Regions from separate parts of the Zea mays genome. Here region 2 is linked to region 1. A link is a contact called in public Hi-C data. All regions are on one chromosome and are shown on one strand. Each heading gives the region's core, a stretch centred on a gene start, on an enhancer-like site or on the middle of the called end of the contact. The rest is flanking DNA. Distances are from core to core; before and after follow the strand shown. Region 1 has its middle 200 kb from the start of LOC100383227. Region 2 holds the start of LOC100274339 (putative RING zinc finger domain superfamily protein).

The links. Hi-C and Micro-C count contacts between places; a contact is called where the count stands out from the background.
Region 2: a contact with region 1 is called in a Hi-C map of leaf, with 4 times the contacts expected there. The contact joins the promoter of LOC100274339 here to the enhancer-like site in region 1. A contact is called at or near these places in 4 of 25 Hi-C or Micro-C datasets (bundle sheath, ear, leaf and 1 more).

The regions. Positions count from the first base shown.
Region 1 is chr2:148,112,486-148,117,834 of Zm-B73-REFERENCE-NAM-5.0, forward strand. No RefSeq gene overlaps it. Among protein-coding and RNA genes, the nearest start is that of LOC100383227, 200 kb to the right of the region's middle. Within about 2 kb of position 3,711, at least 5 of the 20 cell types and tissues checked have an H3K27ac peak or open chromatin away from gene starts, as enhancers often do. A contact at or near this core is called in bundle sheath and leaf, where this site is marked.
Region 2 is chr2:148,331,168-148,337,189 of Zm-B73-REFERENCE-NAM-5.0, forward strand. LOC100274339 (putative RING zinc finger domain superfamily protein) reads left to right here and starts at 3,443. Exons shown (of 2, transcript NM_001148700.1): 1 at 3,443-4,100; 2 at 5,551-6,022. The coding sequence starts at 3,799. The coding sequence ends at 6,019.

The sequences.
Region 1 (5,349 bases), core at 2,461-4,960:
GGACGACGTCGTGGTCCGTCCATCTCGTGCTCCCATAGCTCCTTATCTTGTTGACCAGGGTCTTGAGCCTATTGTATGTTTGAGTTGGCTCCTCTCCCCTGATCATCGCGAACCTTCCTAGTTCGCCTTCCACCAATTCCATCTTGGTGAGCATGGTGGTGTCGTTCCCCTCATGCGAGATCTTGAGGGTGTGCCAGATCTGCTTGGCATTATCCAAGCCGCTCACCTTATTGTATTCTTCCCTGCACAAGGATGCTAAAAGAACAGTAGTAGCTTGTGCATTTTTATGGATTTGTTCATTGATAAACATAGAATTATCTGAACTATCAAATTGCATTCCATTTTATACTATCTCCCATATGCTTAGATGAAGAGAGAACAAATGGCTACGCATTTTGTGACTCCAAAATCCGTAGTCCTCTCCATCAAAGTGTGAAGGTTTACCAAGTGGAATGGAGAGCAAATGAGCATTGGAATTATGCAGAATACGAGAATAATCGAAGGAAAAGTTCGAGTTAACCGTTTTCTTTTTCTTCTCGTATTCGTCGTCCTTTTGAGAAGAGGAAGATTCGTCGCTGTCGTAGTAGACAATCTTCTTGATGCGCCTCTTCTTCTTTCTATCCTTCTTCTTTTGACTTGAGCCAGAGTCATTTGCTTTGTCGTCCCTCGGCTCGTTGAAGATTGACTCCTTCTCATTGTCGTTGACCACCATCCCCTTTCCCTTAGGATCCATCTCTTCGGGCGATTAGTCCCTCTCGTGAAGAGAACGGCTCCGATACCAATTGAGAGCACCTAGAGGGGTGAATAGGTGATCCTGTAAAAACTTAAAACTTAAAGCCACAAAACTTGATTAAGAGTTAGCACAATGAAATCAAGTGGCTAAAGGAGAGCTCTTGTGAAACACAATAAACACAGTGAGAACAAGCACAAGAGACACGAGGATTTATCCCGTGGTTCGGCCAAGTATAACACTTGCCTATTCCACGTTGTGGCGTCCCAATGGACGAGAGTTGCACTCAACTCCTCTCAAGTGATCCAATGATCAACTTGAATACCATGGTGTTCTTCTTTCTTTCACTATATCTCGTTTGCGAGGAATCTCCACAACTTGGAGCCTCTCGCCCTTACAAATGATGATCACAAAGAAGCACAGATGTAAGGGAGGGAAAAGCAACACACACAAGTCTCAAGCAACAGCTCAAACACGCACACTAGTCACAACTTGAGCTCTAAGTTCACACACGGAGTTCTCAACTCAAAAGGAGCTCAAATTGCTATCACAAAGAATCAAACGCGCTAGAATGAAGACTTAGTGCTTAGAGATGATCAAAGAATGCTTGGTGTACTCCTCCATGCGCCTAGGGGTCCATTTTATAGCCCCAAGGCAGCTAGGAGCCGTTGGAGAGCAATCCAGGAAGGCAATTCTTGCCTTCTGTCGGGTGGCGCACCGGACAGTCCGGTGCACCACCGGACACTGTCCGGTGCTGATTGCTTTCCTATTCTAGCGCAGCCGACCATTGAAGATTTGGAGCCGTTGGCGCACCGGACACTGTCCGGTGCCCCCATCAGACCATTGGCTCGGCCACGCGTCACGCGCGGATTGCGTGGCCGACCGTTGGCTCAGCCGATCGTTGGCTCACCGGACAGTCCGGTGCACCACCGGACAGTCCGGTGAATTATAGTCGTACGCCGTTGATCGCTTTCCGAGAGCGACGACTTCGCCGTGGATGGCTCACCGGACAGGCTGGTGCACCACCGGACAGTCCGATGATTTATAGTCGTACACTGCCGTCGAGTCCCGAGAGCATACTGTTCACCGAGACTGGTGCTGGCGCACCGGACAGTCCGGTGCACCCAGACCGAAGTTGTCTTTGTCCAAACTATTTTCTCCTGTTTCTAGCACTTAGACATGATACATTAGTCTTCAAAACGATGTACTAAGTCTAGAAACATACCTTGCACCTTGATTTGCACTTCTTTAGTCTTTGGCACAATTTATCACTTAAACCATTTGTGTTGGCCATTTAATCACCAAAATACTTAGAAATGGCCCAAGGGCACATTTCCCTTTCATTTACTCCTCATAAGATATGAGAACTAAACATAAATAGGAGCAATGAAAACATGCATCAGAGCAAAGGATCTTTAACTACGACGGATATGTAGTGGAAGTGCTTGTCTTTGCCTGATTACTCTATTTCCCGCACCTGAAACATCCTTTGCCGGCATACTTTCAGGCACTTGCATATACCTTCTGGGGGTTGCTTTTGCCTTTGCCTCTGCCCCGACCATTGCCACTGCTACTGCCGCTGCCATTCTGCGGTTGCTTCTCAAAATTTCCCCTTGTTGATCCCTGATTATTGCGGCATCCACGACACCTTCCTCTGGAGGAGCCTCTCTTCCCTTGAGATGGGAAGTTTGCATGTGCTTCTAGCATGACCGCATCACCGACATGACACTTTTGGTAGTTTTGCATTAGGAGCTCGTTTTCCTCAGCGCCAAGCAACTCGTTGACGAGATCACAATACTTAGTGTACTTATTATTTTGGTACTGCTACTGGAGCACCATGTTGGAGGGGTGGAAGGTCTAGATAGTTTTCTGAATCATCTCTAGATCTGTGACTATCTGGCCACAGAAACATAACTAAGCGACAATGGGGTGAATGGCGGTGTTGTAAGCCTCCACAGTCTTGAAGTCAAGGAAGCAAAGTGTGGCCCATTCCTTTTGCACATGCGGAATCGTTACATGCTTCTGCACACCGAAGCGCTCACACAGCTTCGTACATAGTACTAGAGGGTCTTTCACCTCCAGATACTCCATCTTTAGGTCTGAATGGATGTGGCGCCTGAGGAAGATCGCAACTTTCGCATTCTCATGAAGCTACAGGCCAATGTCGTTTGGACCCAGCCAAACGATCGCCTTTCCCAGCTGCATCGCCTTTAGGTGAAACTGGTAGTCGTCAGCCTAGGTCACGTAGTTCATGCCATTCAGGGCAAGCTCCGCGAAGTTAGTCTTGCTGCTTTCAGCCATAGTCGTGTTTCTTGATTCGACGAACGGGAGCAGAGTCTGACGCATGGGACAATGCGGCAAGGCCGGGAGACCTACCAGCGTGATGGAGAGTCGGTGCCAATCGGATCCACGAGTCAGGGTAGAGCAGTGTTGATGACGTGTTGAATAACGTAGTTGTCGTAGATCCCCGATCCGGACTATAAACCCTTCCGACAGCATCAGGGGTGTGAGATGAGACCCATTCCCTTTTCCTCTACGACCGAAGAACACAGATGGACACACGAACAAGTGGAAACTCTTTCTCTCTACACTTTATTATGAAGGGGTATGCTTGCATTTTAGAAACTCTAAGGTCTATACCTTTTTGGGACAATTTCAGTATTAGACTATAAAACCCCTTTAGGACATGTTCGGTTGCAAGGGGTAGGAGAGGATTTAATAGGATTAAATTCCCTTCTATTCAATTTTGACTACGAGGGGATTTAATCCCCTCCAATCCCTTTCAATCCCTTCCTAACCGAATAAGCCCTTAGAGTTTTTCAACAGGTTTTTTAGGTAGAAGGGAGATGTGACATTATTAGTTCAGAAGCCAATCTCAATTTCTAAACAAACAACAGGCATGTCCGTCCACAGTAGTTGAAATTTGGGTCGCCGCTAGATGTACAAGAGATTAGTGCTCAGGTTGAGCTACTCAGTTTTAAGCATCGTGGGCTGCTTTCTATTCCCCGACACGGCGCCAGAATTGCTTTATTTCTTGGGCCTTGATCTTCTACCGAACAGCTTGAATCTTATCATCGGCCTTTTCCTTCCGGACCTCCTCATTTCATTTCTTTCCCCGCTTCCTTTTCTCTAGCCCATTTTTTCTGTTTCATTTTTTGTTCGTTTCAACTACGGTGGGACAAAATGATTTTTTCTAATACCTTAGATATTCGTCATGAATATAAGTCACCTACGACATATCCAAATTTCTAAGGACATTTGGTCCGTATATTAACGCCTCCACGTATCATTTTTCTCAAGATTTATGGTATAGAAACAAATGTCACATCTTTAATATATAATGAAGTTATGTATAAAATAGTTAAATAATTACACCATACGAATACAACAATCTAACAACCATATTGGATTGGAAGACGACGACCTAAACCTCTCACGAACTCATCGCGACATCCATCATGCTCCATATCTTGTGATATTTATCCTTGACCTGGAGGAGATGTGAGTACAGCAAGGGTGAGCTCATATACGTTCATCGCTAAATAAGTTGTGGGGAATAATGTGCATGAGCTCACTTACGGTGGTGGCTCATGTGAAGTGTAAAGCTTACCAAAGAAGATGGTTAAAGTGGAGCATTGCTTTTAAAGTTGGTCAAAATTTTATTAGCAGTTACTAAGTATAAGTAAATATCAACCCAATTAAATAAGAGATTACAATTAATAATAAAACCCACAATGCAATGCAAATGATAGATTAAGTTTAATTCCGTAATTTAATCATGTAAGGGTCTGAGCCGCTCATGACTGTGAGCACGGCTGATATACCAGTTTTACACTCTGCAGAGGTTGCACATATTTACCCATAAGTCGTGTTACCCATCTGCCACGGGGTCATGAATCTCATACACCTCTACCGAGTAGGCGAGGCAGGATAGCACTATGAGGCCTTTACAAAGTTCCACTAACTTCAGAAAACCTGCTACGGTTTCTGAGAAGGGCGATATAGAAATCCTTTGTCTAAAAAGCCATCGCAGCATGATCGACCCGAGAACCTTCCTATACCGCAGCTCCTCTACCGCCCTTGCCCTTTTGGGTAAGGTAGTCCTCCACTAGCTTTCCTAATTAGTCAGCCAAGAGCGTCTCATAGAACCTTTGTGGTAGCACCGTTTTCCGGGTGGTTCTCCGTGTTCCAATTAACACAGTAATCTTGTCATGAAGAATAATTTAATCCACAATAAAATTGGAATATGATCATAATTTAGTATAGCATTAATCCCAAAATCAGGAAGAGCAATAGCAAATCTATCCAATAGTTCATTTGTTTGCAAGGTGAGGGATAAACAATACTAGGAAAACCTATTAGGTCTCATCAAACTAATCTGAGCATGTCACAATGATTAACATAAACATTATTAGGTAAAGAAGAGTGATCAATGGCACAACTTGCCTTAGACTTGAGATCCCAAGTACTTCACCAAATTGGTCTTCGGGTGACTCGTAACTTCGTTGCTAATCGTAGCAATACATATAGATAAACAAGAAGTACTTAAAAATAACAATACACCAAACTTGAGAACAAACAACGTAAGAATATTCTACCTGATGCTACGAGATCGTAGG
Region 2 (6,022 bases), core at 2,193-4,692, 220 kb after region 1:
CCTTGTCTACCACTGAACTTTTTGGGTAATACTTGCTAGTGCTTTATGTGGTTTTGGGTATGAAGATACATTATTCATGATCACACTTTTATTGTCTTTTTATTATTACTGTTCATGATAAGATCATTATGTTAATTGGAACATGGAGAACCACCCGGGAAAACAGTGCTACCACAAGGGTTTATGGACGCCCTTGGCTGACTAATTAGGAAAGCTAGTGGAGGACTACCTTACCCGAAAGGGGCAAGGGCAGTAGGGGAGTGGTCAGTGTAGGGAGGCCCTCGGGAGGATTTTGCTGCGATGGCGGTCCTGCAAGGGATTCCTGCATTGGAGCTTCCTATAAACTGTAGCGGGTTTTCTGAAGCTAGTGGAACTTTGTAAAGGCCTCGTAGTGTTACCCTGCCTCGCCTCCTCGGTAGAGGTGTATGGGAAGTCGCGATCCCTTGGCAGATGGGTAACATGACTTGTGGGTAAAGATGCGCAACCTCTGCAGAGTGTAAAACTGGTATACTAGCCGTGCTCACGGTCATGAGCGGCTCGGACACTCACATGATTAAATTATGGAACTAAATTCAATTTGTCATATGCATTGCATCGCAGGTGAGGTTGTTACTTCTACTTCTTAATTGGGTTGGTATTTACTTATACTTAGTAACTGCTAATAAAATTTTGACCAACTTTAAAAGCAATGCTCAGCTCTAACCATCCTCTTTGGTAAGCCTTACACTTCACGTGAGCTCCCACCTTTGGCGAGTTCATGCACATTATTCCCCACAACTTGTTGAGCGATGAACGTATGTGAGCTCACTCTTGCTGTCTCACACCCCCCACAGGTCAAGAACAGGTACCGCAGGATGAGGCGCTTGGAGGATGCTGTGATGAGTTCGTGAGAGGTCTAGGCCGTCGTCTCCCAGTCAACTTTGGGTTGCTGGACCGTTGTCTCCTTATAATGTAATTATTTACTTATTTTGTATAGAACTCCTGTTATGTAGTAAAGATGTGACATTCGATCCTGTGCCATGATTCATCATATGTGTGAGACTTGGTCCCAGCACACCTGGTGATTATGTTTACGCCCGGGCTTTGGACCCCTAAAACCCGGGTGTTACATATGTTTGTTGGCTAGATTTGCGGAATTAGCTCGGAATCCAGTCGTGTAAAGGGTCCAGCCCCCTCCTCTATAAAAAGAGAGGTCTACGGCTGATTTGTAATCATCAATCGAATCAATACAACTTCTATTTCGCATTTTATCCTAGGAGTAATTCTAGTCTAGTTTAGGTTTAGCTTCTCGATCCCCAAATTCTCCGCCTCTCTTCGACTCTACGTCGATTAGAGGAGTCTAGGTTGGCCTGCCCGAGCCTAGACAACTCCTAGGATCTCTCCTCCCCGACGGGGTCCCTCCCGGGAGCGAGATCCAGGCGCCGCCGGCGATCTTCCGCCGCCCCTACGCACGCGCGGACCGTCCGGCCGTCAGGCAGGGAACCCGAGCTCCTGCACCAGGTCGCGGACCGTCCGACCCTGTGCCGCGGACCGTCCGCGCTTGACCAGAGAGCACCGCCGCCTCACGCCAGGTCGCGGACCGTCCGACCCTGTGCCGCGGACCGTCCGCGCCTGACCAGAGAGCACCGTCGCCGGTTCTTCTTAAGTATTTGGCGCTCCGAAAAAGCGTCAACACATTCTATCCTTTGTAAATGGAATAATGGACGCAGCATTTACATGTGACAGTACTCAGAGCTAAGCAGTAGTCCGCTGGCCGTCAGATACACCCGCATGCATTCATCAGCTCACCATGAGTATAGCAGCCCTAGCATATAGATAAATTATGAACATGCTGTACTTTGCCTGTTTTGCATTGATCATTGATCGCCCGGCAGCCCAGCACCTCGTATCATTAGCTTGCCCAATGTCTCCATCACTTACCATTCTGTAGTTTCATCTTGGCCCAATGACTTGTACACCTATCTTGCCCGTGCTAGCAAGTACTTATGACGAACATGATACAAGCGAAGATTCCAACATGATGCAAATTCTGAAGTCCTTGTTGAAGCAAAGATGAAACCAGCCCTTGATCATCCCTCGCACTTATCAATCCATAAGATTTATGTTGCAGGGTAGTGAGGGCAAAAAAGACGAACATGAAAAGTCACCCGGGAAAAGAGTGCTACCACAAGGGTGGAATGAGACGCTCTTAGCTGATTAATTAGGAAAGCTAGTGTCACTTAATCCTTTCCTGAAAGGGGAAGCGGGATGACGGAGTGCAGGTATAGGGAGGTCCTCGGGGTGGACTGTCTGTAAAGTTTTTCGGACGAGGGATTCCTATATCGCATTCGGGTCAGAATCCGTAGCGGGTTTCTCTCATCTAGTGTAACTTTGTAAACGCCTCGCAGTGGACCCCCTAGCCATTCACCTTGAGAGTGTCTAGGGGTCTTATAAACCCTGGCTAAATGGGAAACCCGTCTTGTGGGTAAAGATGCGCAACCTCTGCAGAGTGTAAAACTAATATATCAGCCATACTCACGGTCATGAGCGGCTCGAACACTCACATGAATAACTTATGTAATTAAACTTAATCTGTCATATGCATTTCATTGGGATAGTATCCACTTATACTTAATATCTGCTAATAAAATTTTGACCAATTTGTTAAAAGCAACGCTCAGCCCTAACCATTCTCTTTGGTAAGCCTTACACTTCACATGAACCACCACCGTAAGTGAGCTCATGCACATTATTCCTCACAACTTGTTGAGTGATGAACGTATGTGAGCTCACTTTTGATGTACTCACCCCCAGGTCAAGGACAGGTACCGTCAAAATAAAGAGCATGAAGGATGTTGCGATAAGTTCGTGAGAGGTCTAGGCTGTTGTCTCCCAGTCAACTATGGTTGTGGAGGATCATTGTCGTCATATGATGTAATTATTTAGTTATTTTATATAGAACCCTATTATGAAATAAAGATGTGACATTCGTTTCTGTAACATGAGTCATCATATATGTGAGACTTGATCCTAACACACATTTGATTTGCGCCCGGATTTACCCTTAAATCTGGGTGTGACAGCGCGCGGGTAAAATGTGCTCGTTTCCATCCCTTAAAACCGTAGCATCATCGAACATCCTGAACAATCCGGTCTATATTTGGTAAGTAGCAAACATCTTTACTTCTGCGAATGTAGTTATGATTAGAAAAACAAACATCATCAGGGGGTAGTTTTTTTTCTCCACCGTTCCTTTTATGCCTGGCCTAATCCTATCCGTACTGTACAGTGGCCAGCGCGCTATCCTTCCTTTCACTCCACTGCCACCGCTGTCCACTGCTGATGTTCCATCCGAATGTTGTGCACGCGAACGTCAAAAAAAAGACCAAGTTGACAAAAATGCAGGTCGTGTGGTAGCCGCCGCTGCCGCCTCGACGCCGGTCGTTCTCTATTCTCTATCTTTTCGCTAGTGCGCTCGTCGCGTTGCCGACCGCTCGCCCCGCCCTGAAACGAGGGAGCTCGGCGACGGCAACTAGGGGGGGCACGGCAGCGAGGCGCGCACGCAGGCCACAGAAACGGGCGGCGCGGACGCAAAGCGAAGGCATCAGCATCCGAGGTAGTAGCAGGCAGGAGACCTATCTATCATTCTATCCATCGCACCGAGTGCGCATCGACACGGCCCACCAGCCGAGCAGTCCAGTCCAGTCTAGTCCACCACAAGTCCCCACAGCCGCAGTAGGAACCGAACCGGCCGAGAGGGAGGCCGGAGGGGGGAGAGCAGCGCAGCGCAGCGCGCGGGGTGGGAGTGGGAGCCGCGGCATGGCGTCCGGCGTGTCGCCGAGCATGGCGCTGGCGCTGGCGGGCTTCTGCTTCAGCCTCATCTTCATCGCCTTCGTCTGCTCCCGCCTCGCCTGCGCGCTCCTCCGCCGCCGCCGCCGCCGGGCCCGCTCGCGCCTCCTCGCCCTCCCGCGCTACTACACCGACTACTCCTTCGCCGCCCACCACCCCGCGCCCGGCGGAGGCGGCGGGCTCGGGCTCGGCCCCGCCGCCGTCGCAGCCCTCCCCACCCGCGCCTTCGCCGCCCGCCCCCGCGGCTCCGCCGCCTCCGACGCCGAGTCCCAGTAAGTACCGGTCCTTCTCCTCCACGCTCCTGTTACCCCGTAGCGTTGCAATCTCGCGCGCGATCGGTTCGTGTCGGGCTCGCTCCAGTCGGTTACGCGCGGGACGGCGCATGGTGGGGGGCGGCGCGTTCGCTGGTCGCTACCGTACCAAATCATATTCAGGGGTGCGCACTGCAACTAGTAGGAAGAAGAGGCTTGTAGTTGCGAGGGCGCCATCGGGCGGGCGGGCGGGGAACGGGATCGCTGTTATGTTTAGATGTTCCGATTTGGAATCCTTTAGATGTTCCGATGGATATCAATGTCACTGTCAGAAACAAGATCAGGCTGTTGTGTTTGTCGGCCATACATACACACTGTTGACATTACTGAGAGGGGTTTGGCGGGGAGAAGCCCTACCAAACAGAATGCGACTTGCTCACTGTGAATGGGGTGTTTGGTTGCTTTAGTCACTCTTCTCCCTAGAAATCCTATTTCAAAGACCTATTTTAGTCACCATGTAAGTTTCGAACTGAACACCCCTTTAGACTATAGTAATACTATACAAGTGAACACAAGTTCTACTGCATCCACACCGGTATGGGGAAACGATGTTTTCACTGATGTAAACAACCGGAACAGATTTATGGGAAAACCATGAATAAACTTACAACCTGTTAGTAAGTGTTTTTTTTGCCGTGTTATTAGGTGTTTCCCCAACATTTTGCCAAGCCTGTGCGCTGCGCGTCTGTGCTTGCTTTACTGCTGCTGGGAATCATGAGAGAGGTGCCACGACAGGAGACAGCCTGTTGGCACCGAAAGGGCTGCTGTCATTGGGGGGACGTTGATTGTGTTTTCAGTACCAAAGAAGCTGTCCTTGCGGATGTTGGTGCCTAAATACAGTGGCGGTGCGTTCTTTTTTCTTTAGTACAAGTGTACTGATTGCTGTGCCTCGCTGGTGATTGGCGATCGGATCATGGTGTCCCTCGGCTGGCATTGTTACTGAACAGCCAAGGCCACTTGATCAATCACATTGAAGTGGGAGCATGGGTGTTTAACTGCTCTTGAGTCTTGAGGAAGATGGGTCATTAGGCATTGTTATTGAGTAGGTTAACCTCACTTGTGGTGCCTGATGAAGGGAAACAGGGATCGGATTACAAGTATTCTCAGCCGACTGCATGTTTCACTCTGCACAAGTTGGTTTGTACTGTACCATGTTTTACGTGCCTTCAGTTTTCTATAGCTTCACTGGGTTTACGTGACCATCTGATCGTAAAACGTGGAGGGGGGAAACGGTTTCAACCCGAGGCATAGAGCGTCCCATTCTTAAACAAAGAGAGCAAGAGTAACAGATGCGTGGCATCCCATTCCTGTGGCATTTGCTGGTTTCCACTTCTGTTACTACTCCTATCTTTTAGCAACCGTCTTTGCTTGCACTAGTCACTGAAAAACTGTTGACGCCATCTTTTGGCAGGTGCGTCATTTGTCTCGAAGAATACGAAGAGAGGGACGTGCTACGCGTCCTCCCTCACTGCGGCCATGACTTCCACATGGCATGTATACATGTATGGCTGGAGCAGAACTCGACCTGCCCCGTCTGTAGAATCTCGTTGCTCGATAATCCCAACAGCGAGCACAATGCCCCTCCGCCGCCGCCGCCGCCGCTACCCGGTGTAGCAGTGACGATGAGCTCTCCAGGCTCTCCTGAGCCGCCAGGCTCCGACCCGTGCCGCTGCCTGTTCGCCGGTGCCGGGCACTCGTCGAGGGCGTCATCAGAGGCTCCTCCTAGGCACGAGCCCGACCAGGAGAATCAGGTGGCGTCTGGGCCATCGGTGGACGGGGGTGCTAACAGTAACGGCATGCCGCTGTCCGAAGTTAACCCCACTCCACCCGAGAGCAACAGCCAGACAGTGAGGAAGCAGCAGCCAGGGCCCTGCAAATAGCAG